Regions from separate parts of the Anas platyrhynchos genome. Here region 2 is linked to region 1. Evidence: chromatin contacts called from public Hi-C data. All regions are on one chromosome and are shown on one strand. The core of a region is the stretch at or near the end of the contact, and the rest is flanking DNA. Distances in the headings are between cores, read along the strand shown.

Region 1 (5,881 bases), core at 1,247-3,746:
AAAATAAAATGTCTCTGAGCAAGTATTCCTCACCTACCACCATAAAACAGTTAAGTCGTGAAGCAGCAAGAACTGTTTGGTTTTATACTATATTCTGTAAAAATCATGTCTTTGAAGCACCTTATGCTAGATTGGTAAGTAATTCATGCTTGTGTCAGAAGAGCCAAACATTCGGTTTCAGGCTGCGAGGGCAGGAATATCTCCTTTCTCCCACAGCACTGGAGTTCTGGACATCATGAATTATATGACTGGGTAAAGGTGAAAAAACAGGACTGCAGTTCAAGCCACTGGCATCACACATTACAGTCAGAGACAGGTACTGACTTCAGTAAAGAGGAACATGGAGATAATATCAGTATGTATAATAATTCTAGCACATCTACAATACAGACTATAAAATTCAAGTGAACTGACATTTAATATATGAGAGGCTGGAAGCAAGATATCAATTTCACATCATAAATTAGCCTTTGTACTAGTGCCCAAAGATTTGGCTGATTACTCATTGCTTTCCCTTAGTGCTTAAGCAGTCTTTTCCAAAGCAAGACAGTTAAACCACAAAAACGTACCGTAGTGTCCACAGCTCTGACCTTCCCAGCAGGAACGTGCTTTGGAATGGGTTCTTCTACTGATATCATCACGCAGCCTTCTGCTCCAAGAGTAACAACTACAAGCTTACACCCTCTTTCTAACAGCATGCGTCCCACCTTTCCAGCATCTTCAAGGTTGCCAACTGGGATGCCCGTTAAAATTTCTGCCTGGAAAATAACCCACGCAAACGAAAATCATAATGTGACAGCATTCATTTTTGGACAACAGTTGCATCTGAAAACAGCATTTAATATCATTTAAAAAATGTGTATTATGGGATGATCATGAAACTACTTCCTACGCTGATATTCAGCTATGTCATGCTCCTGGTTTGAAATCAGCGTGTACTTCAGGCACAGCAGAATAACAGAGAGCAGCCTAGGCTGAGACACAGGAGGCATGGGTTCTGTTCCAGCTTCTTCAACTTGCTTGGCATGCTACCTTGAATAAATCACATTTCTCCCACGTGCCTCAGTTTCTTCATCTGTGAAATGGACACCATGACATAGCCTTAGCAAAAGCATTTTGCTGTCTAATGCGAAAAATGCTACATGGCAACTCAGTCACTATTCTTGGGGGATATTTGTCACTAAATAAGAAACCTTTTTTTTAAATTCTCAGGGCTCAGCTAGTGAGAAATCACTAGGGAAAGTCTCTTTAAGGAAAAAACCAAAATTGCTCAACTTTGACCACTGTGTTTACTTTAATATGTATTTTTAGATAAGAATACCTAAAAGTTATCTGAAGTTCTCTTTTGGCAAATGCCCATTCCAAGATTATTATATATTTGTGTTATGGACATGTCTATAGGCCTCTGTCAGGGCTGAGACTCTTTTGTGTTGGCTCTGTACAAACACAGATAAACTCTTTGTCTAACAGATGGTGACCTTAAGTCAACTTCTCCCAGTTGGCTCTTAAAATCAATCTCTTCTAGTTCCACCCAACTAAGAGCAAAATTTCCCAAAAATTTGCAGTGAAGTCTCCAGAATAAAACATCCTTTTCTTCACCTCGTACATTTTCTCGATGGCATCCCATTTTCCAATGTCATGCACTACTTCTTTTGGCAGAGGGTGAAGGGAGGAGGACAAGGATGGAACAGGAAGAAAGGAAGAAAAAATACAGCGAGTTTTATCTGAAACAGCCTAGCACGCAGTACTCCTCCTGCCTACTAGAGTATGCCTTCAATTTTAAGTAAACTGGCACATTATATATTGCTGTCTTTCCTAAATCTTATCCTGCTTGCTTGAGAAGAGGAAAGTCCTACTTTATCTTGCACTACAAGGCTGCTGGTTCCTGAGAAAGGGAGTCTGAAGTGTTTTCAGATAATCGCCTATTAACTGGGCAAAACTTCCACAGTCTTGGGCCTTATTTTCAGCGAACAACTTTGGAAACTTTTCACCAGCTCCATGTCCTGACCTTGCTGCGTGGACAGCTCAGCTTCCCGGGAAACAGCTGCTGGCATATTTCAAACCACCTTGCTCTGCGTTGCAGAAGCTTGAAATTGGTGCACGTATTTCTTGCCCAAACGGACTTGAAACCGTGGAGGTTGAACAACTGCCCCCTGATGTACGGGGCCATGCCTGTCATGTAAGGAGAGGCTGGGCAGACAGCTGGGGACAGGAACTACTACAGCCATCCCAAGCAAGCCGCCCCCAGTTGTGAGTCAGAGGCCTCACAGCTTGCCACTGTCATTTCCTGTGTTTCAGCCTGACCCAGAACAGAGAAGCCACCCTTAGGCTCTGAAGGGCCAGCGTATGCCAGTACGCGGCTTAGGCTTTATATTATCATGAACAGAGTGCTTACTGGTTTTAATTTTCAAACGTACAGGATCGAGGCCCGCAGTCCCTACTGAGACAAGCACACAGGCCTTTTCGGGAGCTGTCAGTCTGATAGCTCCGAGGCAGAACGCGCTGTGGCGGGACTTGGTGGGTAAACTCATGCTGCAGGGTCAAGGTGTGGTAACACGTAGGCACGATCTAAAACTACTTCTTTTAAACCACACTGAGCCCAGGCAAGAATACAGTAAGCTTTAGATTATGAGTAGGGAACTAAATGTACCCCATTTTCTCCTTGGCATGTCACCACACTGCTCAAATTCTCTTGCAGTAGGAACTGTTTTGGCAAACTAAATCTATTTCAGTTTTTAAAAGGGTATAAAAGTATTTTCACATAAGAGAATTTGTTTCAAAAAACATCTCACCCAACTTTTTAAATAAATCTTCCTGCAAGGTTTGCAAAGAAACAGTACACTAATAGTGGCTTTGGAAGGACTAGATAATAAATAGTATTAATATACGTATACTCTATTCTAATACCTAAGTGTCTAAAACATCTGTGTCTTTTTTTGAATTTTAAGATCTCTGAAGCAAGAACTGTGTGTTCCTGTATTCATAACACCTAGCACAAGAATAAAAAGGCATTAACAAAGTGCACACACAAATCCTTGAATGAAAATGGCCAAATGAATTTCTAACGTACTTCACGATGGGCAGTACTTCCAAACTTTCTACACAGGTTGCAAAGTCTTCAGGAAAAAAAAAGTGAATTTGGTCATGGAAAAGAAATAGTCAATCTCATTTGGGTTTACTTAGCTGGTATTTACACTTCTCTACGCTCGTGAGCAAGATAAATGAAGTACTTGAATATAATATTCTCCCTAATGAAACACACATTCTGTCTGCTTAGTAGCAATGTTGTACCCTCTTTGTGACAGCAGTATCCCAAGCCAACAGGATTTTTTGGCTGTGTAGTGAAAGGGTTGTTTTGGGGCTGACACGTGAAAGGTTTTGCAGAAATCTTTCTGTCTTTATCCTGTTTATACCAATAAACAAATTTATTTTGAACCAGACAGAGTCTGTATAAAAGTAGATCGTCAACTGCTTGAAACCATTATCATCTAACTCATCTACGGCAGGATGGTAAAACTCAAAAACACTGGAACAAGCTGGAAGAACCATAAAAGCAGCAGAAGCCAGACAGATTCTGTGCCAATAATTAGAGATTGCGGTAAATGTCAACTGATGTTAAATACTGTGGTGAGCTTTTAAGTTCCTCCCTTCAGTAGAATCTTATTTAAAAAACAAACAAACTGTGGTACAATTGAAGGAAATAACTAATAGTTATGTAAAGAAAAAATTAAATAACAATACTAAAAGCTCAGTGTGGACATTTGCCATAGTACTGTACAAAAGAACAGCAAATTAAGAAATTTATTTTTTCTGTAGCTAGTCTCACAAAACTCCTCAGTTAAATGGCCCTAAAAGCAAGAGGACATTCCACAAACCTGCTGTCAGAAAAAAAAACTTTGACAGTTATTACATAGTTAATCTACAGAGAGTTTTCTTAATTTTGTTTACACAAGTAGAAGAAAAATTTAACCGAAGCCTTTACATTTAACTGTTACAAAGGTTCTTGGCCATGCTCCTCATTATTCTTCGTTAACTCTCCTTGTCTCTTCGGGCTGTGGAGTCTAGTCACAGTAAGCTGACACAAACCAGCCCTGCTACGGAAAAAAATGGTGCTGCTTTCCTTTCCACTCCTGTCCACACGGCTCATTCTCTTCTGCCAGCACAGCTATTTGTGTGGCCAGGAAATAAAGTGGATTGCAAGGCAGGACTGTGTTAAAATTAACCCCGAAGTAAAATAAGATAAAATAAAACAATCGACTCCTTTCAACGGCAGCACTAGTTTACACTGGTTAAAAGTGATAATGAAACTATGATATGAACCTCTGCCAAGTGTTCCTAACAGTGGTGCATTGGGGGCCACCTGTGGCTTACGCAGCCGCTTTCAGGGAGAAGTGCTGGATCTTCCACTTGGCATTCGTGAGACCAAATCTTTAGCACAGCCTAGTTTTGGGACCCCTGGCAGAAGTAAGATACTGACATACTACAGCAAATCCAGTGGGAGGCCAGCAAGCCAGTCGGGGGCCAGCACACAGGACATACGAGAAGAGGCTGGGAGACGTGGGTCTGTTCAGCCTCAAGAACCTCCAGCGAAGGGGAGGGCTAATTGCTGGCTACAACTACTTAATGGGTGGATAGAGAGAAGAGGAAGCCACCCTTCTTGAAGCTGCAAAGGGATAAGACTGCACACAAGTGGCACAAGTGGGAAATTCCAATATTAGGAAAAACTTCCTCACCAGCAGGGTGATGCAGTACTAGAGCAGGTGCCCAGAATGGGTCATAGGTTCCCCATCCTTGGTGATTCAAAACTTGACTGGACAAAGCTCTGCTTCACCAGCGTGCTGGACTAGAGATCTCCAGATGTCTGTTCTGACCTGCTGTGATCCTCAACACATATAAAGCGTTGAGATGGCAAGAAATGTTAATCCTCTGGGGTGCAATCCATCTTTTTCTTTAGTGTCCACATGGCACCTAGCACAATACAACTTTGCAAACATTGCCAGGTACTACTGCAACAGAAACAATAAATAAGAATAGGGAAACCGCCACTTTTTAAAGCTTACTCGTCTAAAACTACATACAACAATTTAAAATATTTTTAATTTTTAGTATTTAAACACAGTAAGCCAGTTGGCTTCAAGCTTGGCTTGTACCTTAAGAGATTTCTTTGAGAATGCCAGAACAAGAACTTGATCTCATTTATTCTAACACATGAAGAGTCCCAACTAAGTAGTGAGACAGATTTGGTGTGTAAGCAAGATCAGGCCACAAGCCAAGCTAATTCCAGTTGTTTCAAATTATAATTTTTTTACATACATGCCAGAAAACTTATGCTAGAATAATTAAAAACTGATTGAAATGAATTGGCTTGAAGCTATTCCCTCCCCTCCCAAAAGTAACATCTTTCATTTTACACTAAATATGGGAGATTTCATAGTTTCCAGAAACTGATAAAATAGGGTTTAGAACAAAGTTGGAATTCAAATTAAAATATACTGTGAATTACTAGCAACTTCTGTGTAATGAAGAAATAATAGCTTTCCTTTACTTAAAACAGAAAAGGCAAACACATGAAATGTTCTGGAATAGTTTAATTTTAAAGGACCTATTCTTGTTTTGACTAGTAGAGGTATCAATGATTATTTTCTTAATAAATACTGTCCCTATTATTAACCTCTCTATATTAGTTAGTAGTATTTTAAATGTCCTAAGCTGATACATTTTTATAAGCTTGATATTATCTGGCCCTTGTAGAAGTCAGTGCTGCCTACTGATTTTGGATATACTAACAAGAATTCCCATTATTAGTATTTCTTCCAGAAATTATTTAACCTCAACTAATAGACAATAGCACTTAAAAAGAAACAATAGGATCCTATTATTC
Region 2 (5,881 bases), core at 2,077-4,576, 260 kb after region 1:
CAGAGGGCTGGACTAGACAATCTCCAGAGGTGCCCACCATCCTCAAGCAATCTGCATTTCTGCTTTTGACTCCATGTAGCTAGAAGTTCTGTATTGCAAGCATATTTCTTTTCCCTTCTGCAGCGTTATCGCATTTGAACTACAGAATTCCTCTGTACTAAATATCAGCTTTCCTGATACTGGTTATGTGAGGTCAAACAGATAAGAACTAGGCTGGGAGGAGGATATCATGGCAGACAAGAATGTAAACTGTTCAGCATGCCACAGTGTGAGTCTCAGATTTCTCTTTTTATTTTGCATGCTCTGTTCCACAGACTAGTGTGGGGGAAGAGAGGGAGACAGGCCTTACATGGCTGTAATCTACAGCCTGCATCCCACAAATGACTGTACAACTCTGCAAGCTCATAGGCAGTGCCAGTACCCATTGCCTATTTGCCTTTTGTGGGCTCTCATACTTTTTTTTTCCTCTCTCAGGAATAAGTTTTTCAAGTTTCCAGGAAAGGTAAACTTGGATCTACAACCGGTGAGCTTAGGTGGGTGCGTGGGTCAGGCAGGCTCCATCAGCTGAGTGTGCACGCTCCCTCTGGTCTCCTTGCCCCCTTTCTGTAACCCTAACTGGGCTCCCAGGCTCAGCAGCATTCATCAGCGTCTCCCAGAGATGACACACACTGCTGCTGGGGGTTATTGATGTGAGCATCCACGGCAGGACACAATGTTTGTTTTGGGCAGAAGGAAGAAATAAGTCAGGGTTTTTCCTTTGAGGAGCTCCGGTTATTCAAGTGCTGGATGCTCTAACATGGGCAGAAAGGTACATTTTACCAAATTCATAAAGCACAGCCCTGCTCTGACCTCTCAAAGCCAGGGCTTAGTGCACCAGTCATAGGCAATGCCTCTCGCAGCAGGAGCCAGCCTCCGTAGCCTTCGTCCTGGGCTGATGAGAACTGAGCTGCAATCCTCTGCTCCTCCCTGCCTGCTACGGGTCATGGGGGTGATGGGAGATGTTAGCTGCCTTTTCTAGCCTCCAATTCAGTGTTGTGTTTATGAGCCACGAGGACTGTGATTAAATCTCTACTCTGAGCAATGTTCTGAGGCCATACTGGTATCTAATTACCTTCTGCACTTCTGGCAGCTGAGGAAATGAAGATCTGTCTGTGACACTGTCTGTGGTGAAAGGGAAGGAATAGGAAAGGAGAGTGACGCCTTCAAAACATCGGCTTCAGGTGCTTCCCCTGGCTCTGCGCGTGTTCTTCAGCTGGCACCTGCAGCTGGGATGAGTGCTCACCCTGCAGCAGTGCTCTTCCTCCTCCCTGCTCCTGTCACCCTGATGCAAAAGCCATCACCCCTGTCCAAGCCTTTCCCCGGTTGCTGCAGGGGTCGAGGTTGTGCAGTGGGGGCATGGAGCAGAAGTAGCTGTGCAGTAAGGGTTTTGGCAGCCCACAGACCCCAAGACACAGCATGACTGTAGGAGGTCTGTGGCAGCATGGACCCTCCCAGAACATGGCTTTTGAGAGTATGGTTGGCTGCTGTGGCTGGGTAGGTCTGTCCTCTACCTGCGGTGGCTGTCCCTGTTTGTTGTTTTTTTTTTTTTCACTAGACACCAACTCTTAATTTCCCAGTGCCGCTTCTACCGTTGCTCCATGGACGTGTTCCTGGTGGTGGTGAAGGAGAACCATTTCCACCACAGGGCCGTATGAGGGGCCAAATCCTGTGACCTGTTGCCACTGGGGAAATCCCTCCTGTGTAATCCCTCCCGTGCAGCGGATCCGCCTGCCCAGCAGGATCAATGGCGCCATCTCGGCCCCATTATGTTGACTCCGAATCAGTGAGGAGCGCCAAGGAGCTGGGAGGAGAGGGCTCCTCCCTGTGTGGGGCAGCGCTGCTGGCCCAGGACAGGCAGGTCTTCCTTTCCTCCCCCCAGTTTTGGAAGAGGTGGTGAAGCATTTGGCTGCTCTTGGGCTAGCCCCGACCCTCCAGGGGGATGGGTTGAGCCCCTGTTAGGGCACGTGCCAGGCTCCCCAGCCCCAGAAGCGTACATGGGTGCCTTCCTGCTGATCCCAGCCAGCTCTGCTGGCAGGTAGAGGCAGGGGTGGGTCTTGGAGCCATTTCCAGTCAGCAGGCAGGCCCTGAGGAAAGCAGGGAGGCCAGGGCGGCGAGGGGAGGCAGCGCCATCGCTCTCCTTCCCCACCTCCATGTGAGGCTGGGGGTCTGGCCTTCACAAAAGGGTGCCTCAGAGTGCTGGCCCATCCGTCCCCACACTGCTCACCACCACAAAGAGAGCAGGCTTTTGAGCAAGACTATGCCATTTAAGGAGTTCCTCGGCTGAGTGAACCTCGGCTGACCTCAGGGTGCCGAGTTTCCAGCTCAGCCCAGCAGCAGCGTTTCAGTTGAAAGCACGCCACCCAAAACTTCCCTCTGCGCCTCTGGAGGGGGGGCCACCAGGGGTGGGCAGCAAATGGCTGCCAGCAGAAGCCGAGGCGGCATCGAATCAGCGACTCTTGGCCACGGCCAGGCCTCTTCCTAGGAAGGACGCTGCAGAGCAGCAGGACCAGCCTGCGTGTGGAGCGGCTCCGGTGCCTTTTGGCAGGCACCCGGCCCCCAGCACCACCAGGCGCGGCAAGTCAGGACGCGGGAGCATCGCCCCAGCGATGCGGTGTTTACCGAGGCGAAAAACATTAACAACATGCACTCTGCTCCTCCTGTTGTTTCAACAAGATCAAGGTGTGTACGGGAGAGCCTCTGTGTGTATACATGTGCACGCACACGCACTCACGGTGGCTGGCGCTGGGTGCTGCGCAGCACCGACGTTTTTCCAGGCAGGCTGCAGTCAATACTGACAAATACAGCATAGGTCCCGTCTTGCCCGCAGCAGCTTGGGTGCTTTCCTCCTGTTGTGAAAGCCCCTGGGTGGCTCTCAGCAGAGCCTCGGGTCCAAATGGAGCATGGTCCGGCTGCTGCCATGCTGCCAGGAGGGTGCTTTCCCCTGCCCAGCGTGCTGCACAGGACAGGGGTTCGGTGCAAAAAAATAATAGAAGAAGGGAAAAAAAAATAGTATGTGAGATCATATAATTAAAGATGGTATCAGAATGTCTAATTAGGATGACTGAGAGAACTTGGCTGGGAGACGCAGCCAAGAGCTGAGTTAGTGTGTTTGCCAGTCCAAAGCTCCTTAACAGTAATTAATCCTTAAATGTCCAATTGTTCAGAGTTCAAGGAAACACCTCCTACTACTGTACTTTGTGTTCCTGTTAAGCAAGGAGACACAGCAGGGCGTGTGCCCTTATTCTGTAAGAGCGACACGCCTAGGGGTGTTGTTAGGAACTAGACCGAAGGTTGAGTATAATTATTAACTACCTAAGAGTTCCCAGCATTGCACAATTACCCAGCCCGCCTTGCAGCTGTGCGTTCGCCCGATTATTATTATTTTTTTTAAATATAAATGCTGAGCTTTAGTGGTGCATATGTACAAATTACAGCAAAGTGTCGTCTGGTCCCCTTCCAATGCAGTTTGTGTCACTAAGCCAGGGGGCTCTAGTGAAGGAGTCTGGGGGGAGCACACAGACATACATACACACTGTGTGTGCAGCCAGGGAAAATCAGTGCTCTTCACTGAAATTCAACAGGCTGATTTACATCAGTTTGTAAATTTCACCCAGAGATTTTTTTTCCCCCTTGTTTTGATGCTCTCAGTGACTCTTGTATTAACATAAAAGCCTTGTCTATTTACTCTTGTGGGGTTCTTCATTCTGTTTGCATTTTTGAGGGTTGGTTTTGTTGTGTCTTTTTTTTTTTTTCTTTTTTCTTTGTTGATATTAGGAGGAGAAAAAAACTAAAGGAAAGAAACATGAGTTTGAAAGGTGAGTGGAGCTGCTTGTCCTGCTACAAACACCATTCACTGGGCAGGTAGGAGGGCTGCTGCTGCAGGCTTTGCGGAGCTGAGCCCTCTCTCCTTGGTGTCAGCAGCAGCATTGCATATCGCTGGCAGATGAAGGAGGCATGTGTCATTTCCTCAGATGCAGCATCATCTTTTAAGTCGCCTTTCTGCTTTTTTACCCTCTCCTTTTTTTTTTTTTTAATTCACCCTCTCCAGCAGGCGTGGCGATGGCCCAGCTGGGAGCCGGCCGGCCAAAGTCGCTTCTGCAGGGGATCATTAACTCGGGCGTCAGCCAAGGCCGTGCAGTGTTTATAAAACTCAGACAATTAAACGCCGTCGCAGCCTGAAAGGCTATAATTGGAAAGCAGTATGTGACAACGTCCACTGAGAGGGACCGGCACCGAGGCGGGCTGGGCCGCGCCGTCCTGACGCTGTTTGCCCAGTGCAGGTGGCAGGAGCCCGGCCAGGGCCGTGCCAGGCAAACGCCCAGCTGGGATGGTCCCTGCCCTGCACAGTTTACACACTACCTACTCAAAAACAAAGGCTGGGCAGGGAAGCGAGGGCAAAAAAAGGACCAGAAGGTGTCTGGGGCATGTGGGCTGGGTGCCCCAAGTGACCGCAGTGATACAGGTCCACGGCGGACCAGGCTTGTTGTCCCAGGCTTTGGAAATGGCCATCATCCAGGCTCCAGGCTCCAGACAGGCTTTGGGGTGAGGGTCAGCAGACTGGCTGGGGCTCCATGGATGCAGAGGGGACAGCAGCCAAGGGCAGGGTAAATTTTTCATCAGGAGACTCTCAGTGGTGGCCACACCAAAGGCTATTTATTACTGGTGTCTCACCCCTTTGCTGGTCCCTTAGGGTTGTCTGCACCTCTGGGTTTGTACAGTGCCCCTGCCTCCACTCTTGGCCTGTTTTGGGGCACTGCAGTGCCAAATGTAACTGATGTGTATCCCTCATCGCTGGCCCTTGGGATCAGTGTCAGGCAGCTGCTGAACGTGCCCTCTGAGCAGATCCTCATCATCCATAATGTCCGTCGAGCGGGGAGGATGCGGAGTACCAGGTTGGGAGCACCACAGCCCTGCTCCACGCTCTGCAACTGACTCAGTGCTGCACCATGAGCACATCCCTTCACCTTTTTGTGACTCAGAATTTTCATCTATCAATTAGGGATTTATGAGGTTTAATTAAGGTCTATGAAGTCCTTTAAGATCCTTGCTTGAAAGATGCTGTGCAGGCATAAAGTGGTGTACGCAACGAAGAAAACAAGAGAAATTAAATGCTCCAGACGAGAAAGAAGAGAGGGCAGGTTTCCCACTGCTTGGTCTCCCAATTACATGCTCTGTGTTTGGATGGCAACCTCACTTTAACCTGTGGACAAACGAACTTGTTCACCCCTTCTTGCAGCAGACAGGCGATGACGTGCAGCAGCGTCTTACTCATTAGTTAGCCTTCAGTCATCTTTCCAGAAGTATGAGCAACTGGGGAAGGGGGAAGGGAGCGAGGGCGGGCGAGGAGTACGAATTCCAGAGAAAAGGGAAGTATCAGCAAGCAAGCTAGGATGTGCAAGGGCCTTTATCGCTGCTGCTGAGATCTAGCTCTGCATAGTAACTAACAGGAATAGATCTCATCTGTCCCTAGAGGTACGTGCCCTGGAGCAGGGAAGAGCTGATGAGTTACAGCAGAGAGGAAGCAAGAGAGTCTTCTTATGCAAGGCATCTATTTCAGTGTCAGAGAGGTGGTAGACTCGACTTCAAGGAGCCTGAGGAAAGCATTTGAATCTAGCCGGAGTGAAAAATCGTTTTATCTATGTGTGTATTTTAAGGTTAAGGCCTTGTTTGCAGAGGTTGCTAAACACATGCTTTGTTTGAAGCTCATGCTTAAATTTAAGCATGCGCTTAAGGCCTTTACTGAGTGGGGACGTGCCCAAATTCGCTGAGGCGCTTGGCGGAAACCAGGTCCAAGTGGAGGGAGTCTGTGAGACTAGCAGGACCGGGAAGGTCCTCGGGAACT

The links. A called contact is a pair of places that touch in the nucleus more often than the background predicts.
Region 2: a Hi-C map of subcutaneous adipose tissue shows a contact between it and region 1, with 1.9 times the contacts expected there. The contact joins two enhancer-like sites. A contact is called at or near these places in 4 of 8 Hi-C or Micro-C datasets (F5 follicle, liver, skeletal muscle and 1 more).

Annotation. Positions count from the first base shown.
Region 1 is chr3:38,266,400-38,272,280 of IASCAAS_PekinDuck_T2T, forward strand. RBKS (ribokinase) reads right to left here. Exons shown (of 9, transcript XM_027454053.3): 7 at 570-758. Among named protein-coding and RNA genes, the nearest start is that of MRPL33, 27 kb to the left of the region's middle. Within about 2 kb of position 2,497, at least 5 of the 8 cell types and tissues checked have an H3K27ac peak or open chromatin away from gene starts, as enhancers often do. A contact at or near this core is called in subcutaneous adipose tissue, where this site is marked.
Region 2 is chr3:38,521,500-38,527,380 of IASCAAS_PekinDuck_T2T, forward strand. No RefSeq gene overlaps it. Among named protein-coding and RNA genes, the nearest start is that of PLB1, 8.8 kb to the right of the region's middle. Within about 2 kb of position 3,327, at least 4 of the 8 cell types and tissues checked have an H3K27ac peak or open chromatin away from gene starts, as enhancers often do. A contact at or near this core is called in subcutaneous adipose tissue, where this site is marked.